Regions from separate parts of the Mus musculus genome. Here region 2 is linked to region 1. The links are chromatin contacts, called in public HiChIP or PLAC-seq maps. All regions are on one chromosome and are shown on one strand. The core of a region is the stretch at or near the end of the contact, and the rest is flanking DNA. Distances in the headings are between cores, read along the strand shown.

Evidence for each region. HiChIP or PLAC-seq counts read pairs in DNA pulled down with a chosen protein or histone mark.
Region 2: an H3K27ac HiChIP or PLAC-seq map of trophoblast stem cells shows a contact between it and region 1, with 11 read pairs. The contact joins the promoter of Apoo here to the enhancer-like site in region 1. A contact is called at or near these places in 8 of 39 promoter capture datasets (the 3T3-L1 cell line, 3T3-L1-derived adipocytes, embryonic stem cells and 4 more), 1 of 15 datasets of contacts at CTCF or cohesin (embryonic stem cells), 4 of 484 Hi-C or Micro-C datasets (bone marrow-derived dendritic cells, brain, embryonic fibroblasts and 1 more), 4 of 115 datasets of contacts at active chromatin or transcription factors (embryonic stem cells and trophoblast stem cells) and 3 of 9 other capture datasets (adipose tissue, liver and pancreatic islet).

What each region holds. Positions count from the first base shown.
Region 1 is chrX:94,314,082-94,320,611 of GRCm38.p6, reverse strand. It overlaps the pseudogene Gm14826. Among named protein-coding and RNA genes, the nearest start is that of Mir7673, 43 kb to the right of the region's middle. Within about 2 kb of position 4,066, at least 4 of the 459 cell types and tissues checked have an H3K27ac peak or open chromatin away from gene starts, as enhancers often do. A contact at or near this core is called in trophoblast stem cells, where this site is marked.
Region 2 is chrX:94,363,135-94,369,664 of GRCm38.p6, reverse strand. It overlaps Apoo (apolipoprotein O), which reads right to left and starts at 2,555. Exons shown (of 9, transcript NM_026673.4): 1 at 2,503-2,555. The coding sequence starts at 2,511. Fam90a1b (family with sequence similarity 90, member A1B) reads left to right here and starts at 2,888. Exons shown (of 10, transcript NM_001362881.1): 1 at 2,888-3,034; 2 at 3,922-4,006; 3 at 5,075-5,210. The coding sequence starts at 5,095.

The DNA.
Region 1 (6,530 bases), core at 2,817-5,316:
CACAAAGTAGAACAGTAAACACATTGATGTGCATAGATTTCTGTTAGATGTAAATTACCCATCACTATAAAAACCTTAAATAAACAGGCAAGAGCTTGAGAGCATTGGAGTGGAAATGCTCTGACAGGACAGTTTCTGACTTCCCTTAGCCCTGTGTTTCAATTTAATCTTCTGTCTTTGTTTTGCTACTGCTGAGGGTACATAAAAGTTCATGAATTATACATTATATGATGATAAAATATTGCTCTTAGTCTTATTAAATGTTTGCTGTTTTGTATTCTATTTGTCTATTATAAAAAAATTCCATAATGCTTTCTTTTCCCCGAATCTGCTTAGTATAGCTTCCCAATTTTTATTTGTAATCTTTGCTTGTTTTTACGTGTGTCTTCTTCTCCTTTATTTCTTCCTTTTGAGACTTGCACTCATGTAGTCCAAGCTGACCTCAAACTCACTACCTGGCCACAGATGACCTTGTACTCCTGACCCTGCCTCCACTTTCTAAGTGCTGGGAACACAGGCATGTGCCACCATATCTAGTCTTTTATGTGTGTCCTCAATAGAGAACAAACAGCTGTGTGTTTTCCCAAATGAAAATCTTCCATTGTTTGAGGAATGAACAGTGTTCCCTGGTGGCACACCTAAAATCCCAGCACTCGGGAAGCTGAGGCAGGAAGCCAGAAGTCTACATGAGACTTCATCTTATAAGATGCAAAAGAAGAAATAAGAAATGTTACACATTTTTAAATCTTTTTTAAATTTTCTCTCTCTCTCTCTCTCTCTCTCTCTCTCTCTCTCTCTCTCTGTGTGTGTGTGTGTGTGTGTGTGTGTGTGTGTGTGTGTCACTGTGTGCATGCCCTGTGAGCTGCCCAACATGGGTTCTGGGAAACTGAGAGAGTAGCAAGCACCTTTAACCAATGAGCCGTCTCTCCAGCCCAGAGAAAGTGTACCCACTTGTTTTATTGTGACAACTTACTCTGGTTTGTTTCTCGGTGGTCTGTGTCTCATGCAGTCATGACACTTCTTTTCCTTTCCATTCTTTGACCTTTGCTAGGATGGCCCAGTTTGTGCTGGGCTTTACTTTTTTGTCATCTAGTAATTTATAAGATGTATCCACTACTTTCATCCTAGTATTATTTTTGCTTAATTTGCTCAGTTTCTAATCTTTATTTCAATATTTGGAAGTGTACAATTGCCAGGACCAGCCTGTGCACAGAGCCTTGAGATGCCTCCGCCTCACCTAAAGCAAGTGCAGAAGACCCCAGCTCTGGGTGGAGGCGGGTAGCCTCCATACTCGCTCCCGGGCTGGAGGAGATCCGGTGCCCCTCTGCGGGTAGGGGCAGTCCTGGACTGTCTCACGGGACAAGAGCTGCAGCCTCTGCCGCCGTCCCAATTCTAGAAGAAGCTTAGCTTGCCCTAGAAGAGGTTCTTGAAGGTGTTTACTGGATTGTGCAGTTATCACCCGTTCGTGGAACAGTTGACAAGGCAGGCTTCCATTTTACAAACAAGTTCATTTTCAGCGATGTGTCCCGACTCGGGCATTTAGAGGTCAGTTCTGTCCACAGATTCCCCACTGCTGTTTTATCGTCACAGCTGAGGTGCCTCCTTTGATTCTTCCCACAAATTGAAAGCTTCCAGCTTTAGGGACCAAGGTTTGCCCTTCCCTCCTCTCAAATAATAATCAGATGCAAGTATGAATGAACATATCACTGTGTGAAAAAGTGAAGATTCCAAGCTTCCGGAGGAGGAAACGTGAATTCTGTGATCTTGGTGGTCAATTTGATTGGATTTGGAGTCAAGTAGAAGGGAAACTGTTGGACACTCCTGTGAGGGATTTTCTTGATCAGCTTATTTGAAGTGCGAAAACCCACTGCGCAGTGTGCTCAGGTGGCAACCCGTACAAAAGGGAAACTGAAGCTGGAAACTCGGCTTTTGCCTGTTTGCCTTGGCTTGCTGATAAGTATCCTCCTGTTCCTGCCACAAAGGAGTTCCTTTGATGACATTAGAATCATCGCCTTCCAGCTGCCAACTCAGACTGAAGACCAACAGCTCTCTAGGAACCCTCTGGGCCTTCAGCACCGCCTTGAGACTGCCTAGACGCGTCCTTGCGAGCAGCTGCCACCATTGGTCAGCCCAGACCATATTGAGTAGCCTTCGTGGCTGTTCCACATCATTCACAGGAGACTTCCTATCTGCTGCCTCCAGATCCTGAGGACTGGGAGAAACAGGGCATCCCTGACTTTGTCTATGGCCAGGAGGATCTCGTTGGCTAGGAAATTCAGTGGCCAAGGAATTCACGTAGTGCCGTGGACACACTACCACTACCCCACTTTGACTCTGCAGTCTGCTTTGCACTGAGGCAGCAGCTGGAACTGGGCCTGTTTCGATACCGCCTAGAAGATCTGCAGACCCAAATCCTCCCTGGTTCCGTGGGGTTTGTAGCTCAGCCGCATATAGAGCAAGGGATACAGAGGAGGCGCCCTCAGAATATCAAAAGTGTGAGGCAGGAGTTTGGCCCGGAACAGTTTCACTTCAATAAAATCCGACCTAGAGAAGTCCTTTTCCCTTGTGTAAAGGGAGCTTAATGGCCCAGCTGCTCCAAAGCAAGAGGACGTCCTTGTAGTGATCAATGTCAGCTCCCTGGAGTCATGTGCTGCTGGTGCCTGCACCTGCTCATGGGCTTCCCCAACGGCTGCTGCCTGGAGTGCTACGGGTGGGGCTAGAAGCTGTCCTACTGAGCTTGACCCAGGCTTCCAGGTTGGCTTCAACAGCCTGGGAGGTCTGGCCTCTGCGAACCATCTTTACCTGGCCCACCCACTGCCTGTGGAGGGAGCGCCAAGCACACCCCTTGACCCATCTGCTGCAGGCCCTGCCGGCTCCTGGCTTTCTCTTTTACACGAGTGGGCCAGGACCTGATTTGGGAGCGTTAATTAGCAGGGTATGCGGAGCTACTGACTACCTGAGTGACTGTGAGATTGTTCATAACTTATTTGTGACCCGGGAGCTCCACCCGGGCAGGCATCATGGACCTCAGACCTCAGTGGGATCCGAGTCATTCTATGGGCCCGGAAGTCCAGCTTTGGAATAAAGGAAAGTGGGGCATTTAGTGTTGTTACCCTGGGGCTTCTCTGAGAGGTGAGAGGCAACAGAAACACTCATGAGAACACATTTGCTCTGTGAGCTGGCCGGCCACCTCCCTGTCAAAACATCGCAGGACTTCAGCAGCTTGACAGAGGCAGCTGCAGTGGCCCTCATTCAGGACTGTCTGCTGCCCCAAACTCAGGCAGGTGAGGTACAGGCAGCGCTGGTGGGCCTGATGGCCCAGGAAGAGCTGTGATCCTTCAGGAGTGTTTCTTTGCTGACTGATTCGAGGCCTTTTTCCCAAAGGTTCAGTCCATTTGTGCATTTCATGTCATGACTGTCTTCCCACCTCCCCACATAAGGACTGCAGAGAGAGCAACTGAACGAATGTGTTCTCATAAGTGTTTCTGCTGCCTCTCACCTCTCTTTTTAGAGAAGCCCCAGGGTAACAGGTCTACCAGGAAGGGCCAGATCCGACCATTTCAGAGGGAAGAGCGCTTGATGTCAAGTAAGTCTGTTGACTGGAGTTCAACCTCCAGAACCCATAGGCTGTCTTCTGACTTTCACATGTGCACCATGAGACATACACACACCGGCACACACAAGTAAATGTAGCTCAAAACAAAGTTTGTAAAAGAGTAAATGTAAAAAGAAAAAAGTGTACAATTTAGGGCTGTGCAAGTGGTGGTCCACGCCTTTAATCCCCGCACAGAGAAGGCAGAGGCAGGACAGCCTGGTCTACAGAGCAAGTTCTAGGACAGCCAGGGCTACACAGAGAAATCCTGCTCCCCTCCCCAAACTATACTATTTTAGTTATGAAACTTAAAAACTATCTACATTTCTCTCCTGGGCCCATTAAGGCATGTGTCACATGCACTCATGTGTCTAATGTTTTGTTGAAGTTTGCTGATGTTTGTACAAAACAAAGCCCTTTGCTTTGCTAGATAGGAATGTCCAGTAGCCCCCAGGAAACACTCCTTAAAGATACTATCTTTTTGGAAAAACACCTCTGGGGCCAGCAAGATGACTCAGTGGAGCAAGGCATCTGCCACCAAGTCTGAGAATGGGAGTTGAATCTCCAGGACCCACGTAGCAGGAGGGGACTGACTCTGTCAGAAGTCCCCTGACCACCATGTGCATGCCACGTCATACACATCCACACACAACCACACATGTCAAAAAAATGAAAACTTAATAAGTTTTTTTAATTAAAAAATAAAATCACCTTTGTAGTCTTGTCAAAAACAAATCAAAGGACTGCTTCCATGCAGGTCTCTCCCGCCCTCCCTGTTCCAGTCGGTGGATCACTTGGTTCTATAGTCACTGCAGAGACACTCGAAGAGCACACCAAGAAGGTTGCTAGAACCAGTACATGGGTTTAGTCAAGGTCACAGGATATGAGATCAATACATAAAAACCCATTGTATTTGTATACAACAGCAACAAAACATTGGAAATTAAAATTTAAAACTATAAAGTTTGTGATAGCACTAGAAATATCAAATCCTTAGTCATAATTCTTACAAAGAATGTACAAGGTCTGTTTGAAATTTTCTACAAAAAGCCTTCCTGGGGTTGAGGCTCCTGGCAATCTTTTCATGAATTTGGAGAAATATGACATTTTCTTTATTACTACCTTACAAAATGGCTCAAAACCTAGTGGCCTGTCACACTCATACGTATTACCTCACAAATCCTGTGGTTCAGGAATCTGGGTAGAGTTCAGGGCCTCCTACCTCAGGATCCTTAGCTCACAAGGTTGCAATCAAGTCGTCAGCCAGAGCTGAGGTAACGATCTGCTGGGAATGTCCACAGTCATAAGAGTTGTCTGCGTGATTAACCTCACCAGCAGTTAAGAACACTTGCTGTCTGGCAGAGGATCGAAGTTTAGTTCCCAGCCTCACTATCGGGCAGCTCACTTCCTGCCTGTGACTCTGGCTCCAGAGGTTCTGATGGCTCTAAGGATACCCACACACCCATCCGTGGTGTAGATTTGGAGAGATCCCAGTTTGCTTTTCTATTGTCTATAATAATCACCACGATCAGAACCAACTTGGGAGGAAAGGGTTTATTTCAGTTTACAGTTTCACATATACTCCATCACTGAGGGGAGCCAGGCCAGGAACTCAAGTAGTGCAGGAACCTGGAGGCAGGAACTACACAGGAAAAGCCATGGAGGGGTGCTGCTGCTTACTGGCTTCATCCCCATGGCTTGCCTTTTCATACTTCCTGGGGGAGGGAGTGCGGGGGGGGGGCACCACACCCACAGACAGACAGACACACACACACAGGCAGACACACAGACAGGCAGACAGACACACAGGCAGGCAGACAGACACACACACACACACACACACACACACACACACACACACACACACACGGCTGGGCCTCCACCTCAATGAAAATGGCCTCAAGGGCTTGCCTCCGTGACAATCAGATGGAGTCATTTTCTCAATTGAGGTTCTCTCTCCCAAGGTGACTCCAGCTTCTGTCATGTTGAAAAATGAACAAACAAAAAGCAAACAAACAAAACGCTAAGCAGCCCAGCAGCTAAGAAGACAAAATTTGGGATAGCATGTGAAATGTAAATGAAGAAAATATCTAAGGAAAAAAAAAAAGAAGAAGACAAAATGTTCTTTCAGAGGACCTGAGTTCTAGTCCTAGATTCTCGGTAACCCCATGGCAGCTCACAGCTATCTGTAATTCCAGCTTCAAAGGATCTCATGCCGTCTTTTGGCCTTCTCAGGCATCAGGCATGTAGTGATATACAAACATACATTCAGGCAAAACACCCCATGTAAAATAAAATAAAAATAAACAAACGAAATATATATATTTAAAGATACCGTTCCCTGCTAATTGTGGCTGGAGGACTCTCCACAGCTCCCTTGGCCTCTCTAGAACTGCTCACAACACGGCTACTAACGCACTCGGGAGTGTGAGAGGGAGTGCCCAGCAGAAACATGGCCTCTTAGGAAGCCCATCTAGGAGGTGATACTTCCCCAGACTTGCTTCTTGCCTCTTCTGTTTACTGCAAGTGCATATCTCCCTCCAGTGTACCCTTCAAGAGAGGGGTTATGAGGGGAACGCCAGGGCCATAAAAGGGGAGTGGGTGGGTAGGGGAGAGGGGGTGGGTGGCTATGGGGGACTTTTGGTATAGCATTGCAAATGTAAATGAGCGAAATACCTAATAAAAAATGGAAAAAAAAAAAGAGAGGGGTTATGTAAATGCCCAGAAGGCAAGGCTCACTGGAGACCCTCTTTTAGGCTATCTGTCACCAAGATATCCACAGCAAGGCTTCAGTTTAGGAAGCAGGTTGTATTTACTCTGGCCATCTTTGATGTTTTTCATTGAAGTTTTATGGTGCTGAGCCTCCAGACCTTGTAAGAATAATTCTTTGTAAGAATTATGACTAAGGGTTTGGAATTTCTAGTGCTATTGCAAATGT
Region 2 (6,530 bases), core at 1,306-3,805, 51 kb before region 1:
TAATTAGAACTAAGGCCCATACCGTGAGGTGGAACCCATACCTGACACTGCCCAGCTGCCCAAAAACCTGAGACTTGATAGCCCCATGGATCTAGCAGAAATCCAAATACTACTGTTCTGCTAAAGAATGTAGCAATAAAATGACTCCCAATGACATTCTGCTATACTCATAGATCAGTGTCTTGCTCAACCATCATCAAAGAAGCTTCGCCCTACAGCAGATGGATGGGAACACATATAGACACCCACAACTGGACAATATGCAGAAAGTGACAGATCTTGGACCAGTCAGTCCTAAATGGGATGTCTCCATGAAAACCCTCCCCTCAGGGCTCGGAGAACCCTGTAGAAGAGGAGGAGGAAAGTCTGTAAGGACCAACAGGAATGGGGACCTCAGGGAAACAGGGCCTTCTAAGCAAAGCATGATAGACACACATGTGAACTCACAGAGACTATGGCATCATGCATAGGCCTGCAAGGGTCTGCACCAGATAGGGGCCCGGTGTTGGCAGAAGTGGACCCAAGTTCCATTCCCAGCACCCACATGGTATCTAACAAACATTTGTAACTCTAGGTCCAGGGGATCATATTCCATCTTCTGGCCTCTGTAGGTACCAGGCAAGTATGTAGTACACAGACATATATGCAGGCAAAACACTAATACACATAAAAAATAAAACAGATGTTCAACACAACTAAAGACACAAAGAACCCCTGGAATTTCCAAAACATCCTCAAAGTGGGTAGTACCAGTCAGTGAGAACCATTGTTTTACAATCGCATTTTTTATCTGAGTCATAAAGCTATGCTAATCTTTCATGTCCATCAATAAATTAAATGTATCAGGATCATGAAAGATTTTCAAAGAGCCAAAGTCAGTGCACACTTGCACAAACTTATCTGAACATACCCGACATGGGCATTGTTGGCTGCAGATCCAGTTTCCATTACACCTTTTCATGAAGCCATTCCTTTTCCCTGTGCTTACGCAGTGGTCCTGTTAGCCTAAGCTAACCAGAGACTAGCATTCCCTGGCAACTGCAATGAGGCTAGTGACAGACACCTGACCCATACTGGTCCAATCAGACCTGAAGAAAAAACATACTCCAAGCTTGGGAGTTTTATCCTCTCCTCTTCCCCTAGTGAATAAGAAAGTACTGTTATGTCAGTCATCTTGAAACCATAAGGAAGACCAACAATGCCATAGTAAATGCCATAGTAAACCCTGATGGCATTGCTGAGCCAACAAATCTATGAGTTCAGTGTCCATCCTTCCTCTGCATTTAGTGACATAATTCCCCTCAGTATTTAACAGTTAGACTTTATTACCCTAATTTCACAATGGGGGGGGGGGGGAACAGGCAGTTAAGTGGAGTTAAGTGACATGTCCATTATCATATAGCTAGTAACTGACAATACCACAGCACTGGAAGGCAGAAGCCATGGTCTCATTTTGCAGCCCTTACTATTGTGCCTCAAACACCCACCGCAGCTGCAAGAAACTTTGAAATGAGGAGCACAAGTCTGAAATTTCATTAGCACCATTCTGTAAATATTGTGTTTCTTGAGACTTGATTTTGTAGATTTCTGGCTGCCTGTGGCTATTTTTTAAGACAGAAACTTTATGTAACACTGGTTGTCCTGGAAATCGCTACGTAAACCAGGCTATCCTCGAACTCATCTTCATGAATTTATCCACTGCCTCTGCCTCCTGAGTGCTGGGATTAAAGGTGTGCACAGCCTGTGGGGTTTTTTTAATGACAAAATATATTTGCCGTTTAAGAAAGAATAATTTATGCTAAAATACAGGTTTTTGAAAGTCTTCACTGTAAATGTCCATCTTATGGAGGACAGTTCGAAAAAACTGTAAGAGGGGAGAAGAGTCGACTTCATACTAATGCTCACTGGGCAGTAAAGCTCCAGCTACATACACACACACACACACACACACACACACACACACACAGAGAGAGAGAGGGGGGGAGGGGGAGGGAGGGGGAGGGAGGGGAAGGGAGGGAGAGAGGGGGGGATGAGGGGGAGAGAGAGAGAGACCCCCCCGCCCCGCCCCAAGCCAGCATCCCCGACATCCTCCGAAGCTGACCCTCCCCCACCCACGGGCCAGGTTCTGAAACTTGATCCTGCCAAGCAACCAAAGCCACAAACCCTGCAGCGCCCAGACCTGGCTTCATCCTCCCCACAACCCCAAAAGGGCATTAGCCGAGGAGGTGGGCACGATAGAGGCGTTTTAACTTTTCAAAGTGTTTCATTCGCGAGAGAGCTCAAAGGGCCGATCCCACCAATCTAGGGTTTCACTCCACAACCTCACAGGTGCTGGTACCGAGTGCTGAATGAACCGCCGCCAAGCCAGAATTTAGCCCGGAGGTGAAAAAGGCCTCAGGAGGAACCGAGTCTGGTCCCCAAAAAGACGCCCGGGAGCGTGGGGAGGGCTCCTGGAGGCTGAGAGGGGACAATGACAGCTGTGACCCGGCTCCACATTCTCACCTTGAACATGTCGCTGGCAGCCGCGGCTCCGGCAGGGTCACCCCTCCCTTGGCCCCTCCCACTATAAAAAAGGCAACTACGGTGGCCGGGTTAGATCCTGATTCCCTTGACCACGAGCGAGCACGAGATGATGCTGTGACGCCAGCTTAACCCGCCAAAAGCTCGGCCTGCGCCGCTAGGTGGCGTGTCGCGTTGCTTAGCAACCGAGAGGCGCGCGCGGGAACCTAACAAATTCAAACCCCGCCTCCTAGACAGTCCTGCCTCCTTGCAGGCTGTTGCTAGGCGGCAAAAGGCTGCAGGTCCGTGTGGGCGGCCGCACGCTGTGGTGAGAAGAAGGCGGTTCTCTGGCTCCCTGCCGCGCCGGGGACTGGCTTTCGCCTCCACTGCCAGGCTCCGGCTGCGAGGGTTGAGAATCCTGCACGCTGAGGCAGCCAGGCGGTGGCGCCCGACGGACGAGGGTAAACTGCACCAGTCTCTTAGGGAGAAGCAGCGGATCGACCCGACCTTGGGGCATCGATTTACCTCATAAAAGGTTTTTCCCTTAAAGAATTTACCTTGCGCTGAACGGTCCTTAAGTTTTACGTTTAAACTAAATGTAACATGTCGCTTACTTGTGAAAAAATGACCGGTACCGGTGTTTTTCTTTTTAAAGTACTAAAGTGTAAATCTGACAATCAAATATTGGTCCCATTTAATACTTGTAGACGTAAAATGGCAGTATTTGGCTATTTGCGAGAAAAACTGGCGTTGTCGCTGGTTTAATAATTTCATTTTTTCCACCCAAGTCTATGGGCACAATTGTCACGGCCGAGCGTCCAAGGCTGTGAAAAATCTAAGGCTAGGATTCAACTCCAGGTAGGCTGCCTCTTGAAATCTCAGCGCTAGCCTCAGGGAACACTAGCGGGTCCGATAAAGACGGCGTATTTCATATTTCGTTTCTGTCCTAATTCGACAGAAAATGGAAGAAGCCCTGTGGGCGGGCGTCCTGGAGATGCGGAGATTTTTTCAGTGTAAGGTCACTTGTCCTTTTACCCAGAGACTGATTGGGACACACCTGTCCTTAAGGAAATTAGGGGGGTTTTTATTCGCTGAGGGAGAGAGAGAGAGAGAGAGAGAGAGAGAGAGAGAGAGAGAGAGAGAGAGAGAGAGAGAGAGAGAGAGAGAGAGAAGGAAAAGGCGCGCCGCGCGTCTGGGACAAGCTGGAGCGCTTCGGTAAGAAGTTAGGTTTGTCGTAGTATGTAGTATCGGAGCTTTAGTTCAGTGATTTGTGGTCAAAGTTTTTTGGTTTTTTTTTTTTTTTTTAAAGCGGGACTTTGCGGTGTTCGAAAGTTTCAGGGAGGAGAAAGCCCTAGAGCTCAGCCTACTGCCGGACCAACTTCCAAATGTTACGAGCGGCTTTTTTTTCCCCCTTCTCAACAGAATTGTGTGTTCCGAGCCATCTCCATCTCCAGACCCTGAGGAGAAATACTGAATAGACTCGGAAGGCTCTGTCTGCATCAGTAAGGTAACATCTTAGAAGTGGGAAGCATGGTGATGATAAGTTACAGCCAAAGCGCTTGCTTAATGCCAGGAGTTGCGGGGGTATGTGAACTAGGAAAAGAAGGAAATGACAATTTCACCTTCACTAAACTCTAACTGAACTTTAGCATTTAAGTACGGTGTAGGCAACAAACCTTAGTATTAGCAGTACTTGCGAGTGTCGCCAATAGAAAGCAGGTATTTTCAAACCATTTACAGTCACAGCAGCTAACTAAAAATATCACTTATGCTCATTACTACAAAAGTACAATCGTTATTAAATTTTTATTTTATGCATAAAGAAGACACGTGTTACTGAAATTTCCTTTTAAAAGGTATTTTGAAGATATGAGTAAGAATTTGGGGAGCTTCATCCAGACGGGAATGTAATACTTAAAAGAGTAAAAACTTTTTGGTAGAATCAGTAATCTCTTACGTACTGATCAAAACACCAAAGGGGGACGGAACCACGGAGAGGTTAAGCAATTTGATTAGTCTCACAAGTGTTCAGTAAAAAATGGACCAAAAAAAAATCTTTAGAAAATGTGTAAAATTCTCCACTCAGAAAAATATCCCCTGCCAGTAAGGAGTTTGTGAGGAAAATGACCAATCCTGAATTATTGCTCCAAAAAGCTAACTTCAAGAGCCAGGTGTGGTGGTGATCATCTGTAATCCCAGTGTACATGGGGTGTTGGGGCAGGAGGTTTAGCTTCAAGCTACTGTCTGCTACAGATTGAATTTGAGACCAGCCTAAGCTACGTGGGACCCTGTGTCCCAAAAAGACAAGTTAACTTCAGTGCTACAGTGACTAGAAGGAGAAAGATGGGCAAAAGGGAGACGGATTAGGAGGTTATGGAGAGGTCCAGTCTTTCTGACATAGCATGTGGTATTTCAGTATGGAAAGGGTACAAACTGGACACAACACTAAAAGCACACTGCTTTCTTCTTAAAGGGATTCAAAACTTTACACAACAATCATAGGACATTTGAGTCTAGTCCAAATATAAGAACGTGAGGATTATAACCTTAAAAGCTTAATGTTATGTGTGTTCAGATTATTTCTTTGTAGGGAAAATGGAAAAGTCCTCAAATACAACAGGTTCTGGTGGTCCAAAATCAGATAGTCAGCTCCCAGAAAAGCTCCGCAGGACATTCTCTGCTCGTGCTGCAAAGATAAAGGCAAGAAAAGCGTAAGAAGCCATCCTTTTGCCTTCTGTTGTAATTCCACAACTAGACAAATAACGAACTTACCCACCTTCTTTGTTTATTTGTTTGTTTTGGTTTTTTTGTGTTGTTTGTGTGTTTGTTTTCTTAATGTGTAAATTAAAATTGAGGGGTTTTTTCTTTTTTTCTTATTTATTTACTTCCCAAACGCTACCTCCCCCTCCTGGTCCCCCCATCCCAGAGCCCCTTCTCCCATTCCCCCTCCCCTTCTCCTCTGAGAGGGTGGGCCCCACCCAGGGTTTCTCTCCACCCTGGAGCATCAAGTCTCTGCAGGGTTAGGCTCACTCTCTCCCACTGAGGCTGGATCAAGGCAGCCCTCAGTCTCTGAGAGGCCTGAGGGTACAGGCATCTTAACTCTGTTGGTCTTCCTGTGGAATTCCTATCCCCCTTCAGGGCCTTTAAACCTTCACCCAACTCACCCACAAGAATCCCTGACCTCTGTCTGTTTCGGTCAGCTGCTCTCAGAAGACAGTTATGCTAAGTTCCTGTCGATCCATAAGCATGCTTTCCCAAATTTTGGTATTTTTTTAATTACCTTTGAGTTGAATATTATGACCTTAGAATTTTGTAACTTATTAAAGCATGTTAACACATCTACTTGCTAATACTACAACCTTCTTAAGCAGTTTTATTATTACACATTATAAGTGAGAAAGAAGGGCTGGAGAAATGGCTTGGTGATTAGGAGCTACTTCCTAAGGACCACAGTTCTGTTTTCAGGACCCGTGTTAGGTGGTTCACAACCTCCTGATTCCAGCTCCACAGGATGCAGCACTCCTGGCCTCTGCGGGAACCCGCACTCATACACACATACCCATATGCAGGCACACACATACACATAATTAGAATATTTTTTAAATATGTTTTTAAAAGCAACTGAGAAGTTACGTGACTTACAGAAAGGTAAACCAGATAATAAGTCCCTATCAGCTAAAATTCAAAAGGTTTACTCCTGAAGTTTGGGGGATTTGAGGGGTGTTGTTGTTTGATTGTTTGTTTGTTTGTTGTTTTTGTTTTGTTTTTGAGACAGAGTGTCTCTTTTTGTGTCCCTGGCCAGCCTGGAACTGACAGAGATTTGCTTGCCTCCGTTTTAGGTACCGGGACTAAAGGCATGCACCACAATGCCTTTTCTAATTTTTTAATGTGTGTATGTTATATATGCATGTGACAACTTTGGATGTCATCTTCAGGAATGCCATTCAACTTCTTTGAGACAAACAAGCTCTCTCATTGGCCTAGAGTTTGCCAGTTAGGCTAGGCTGGCCAGCAAGCTCCAAGCATCCTTC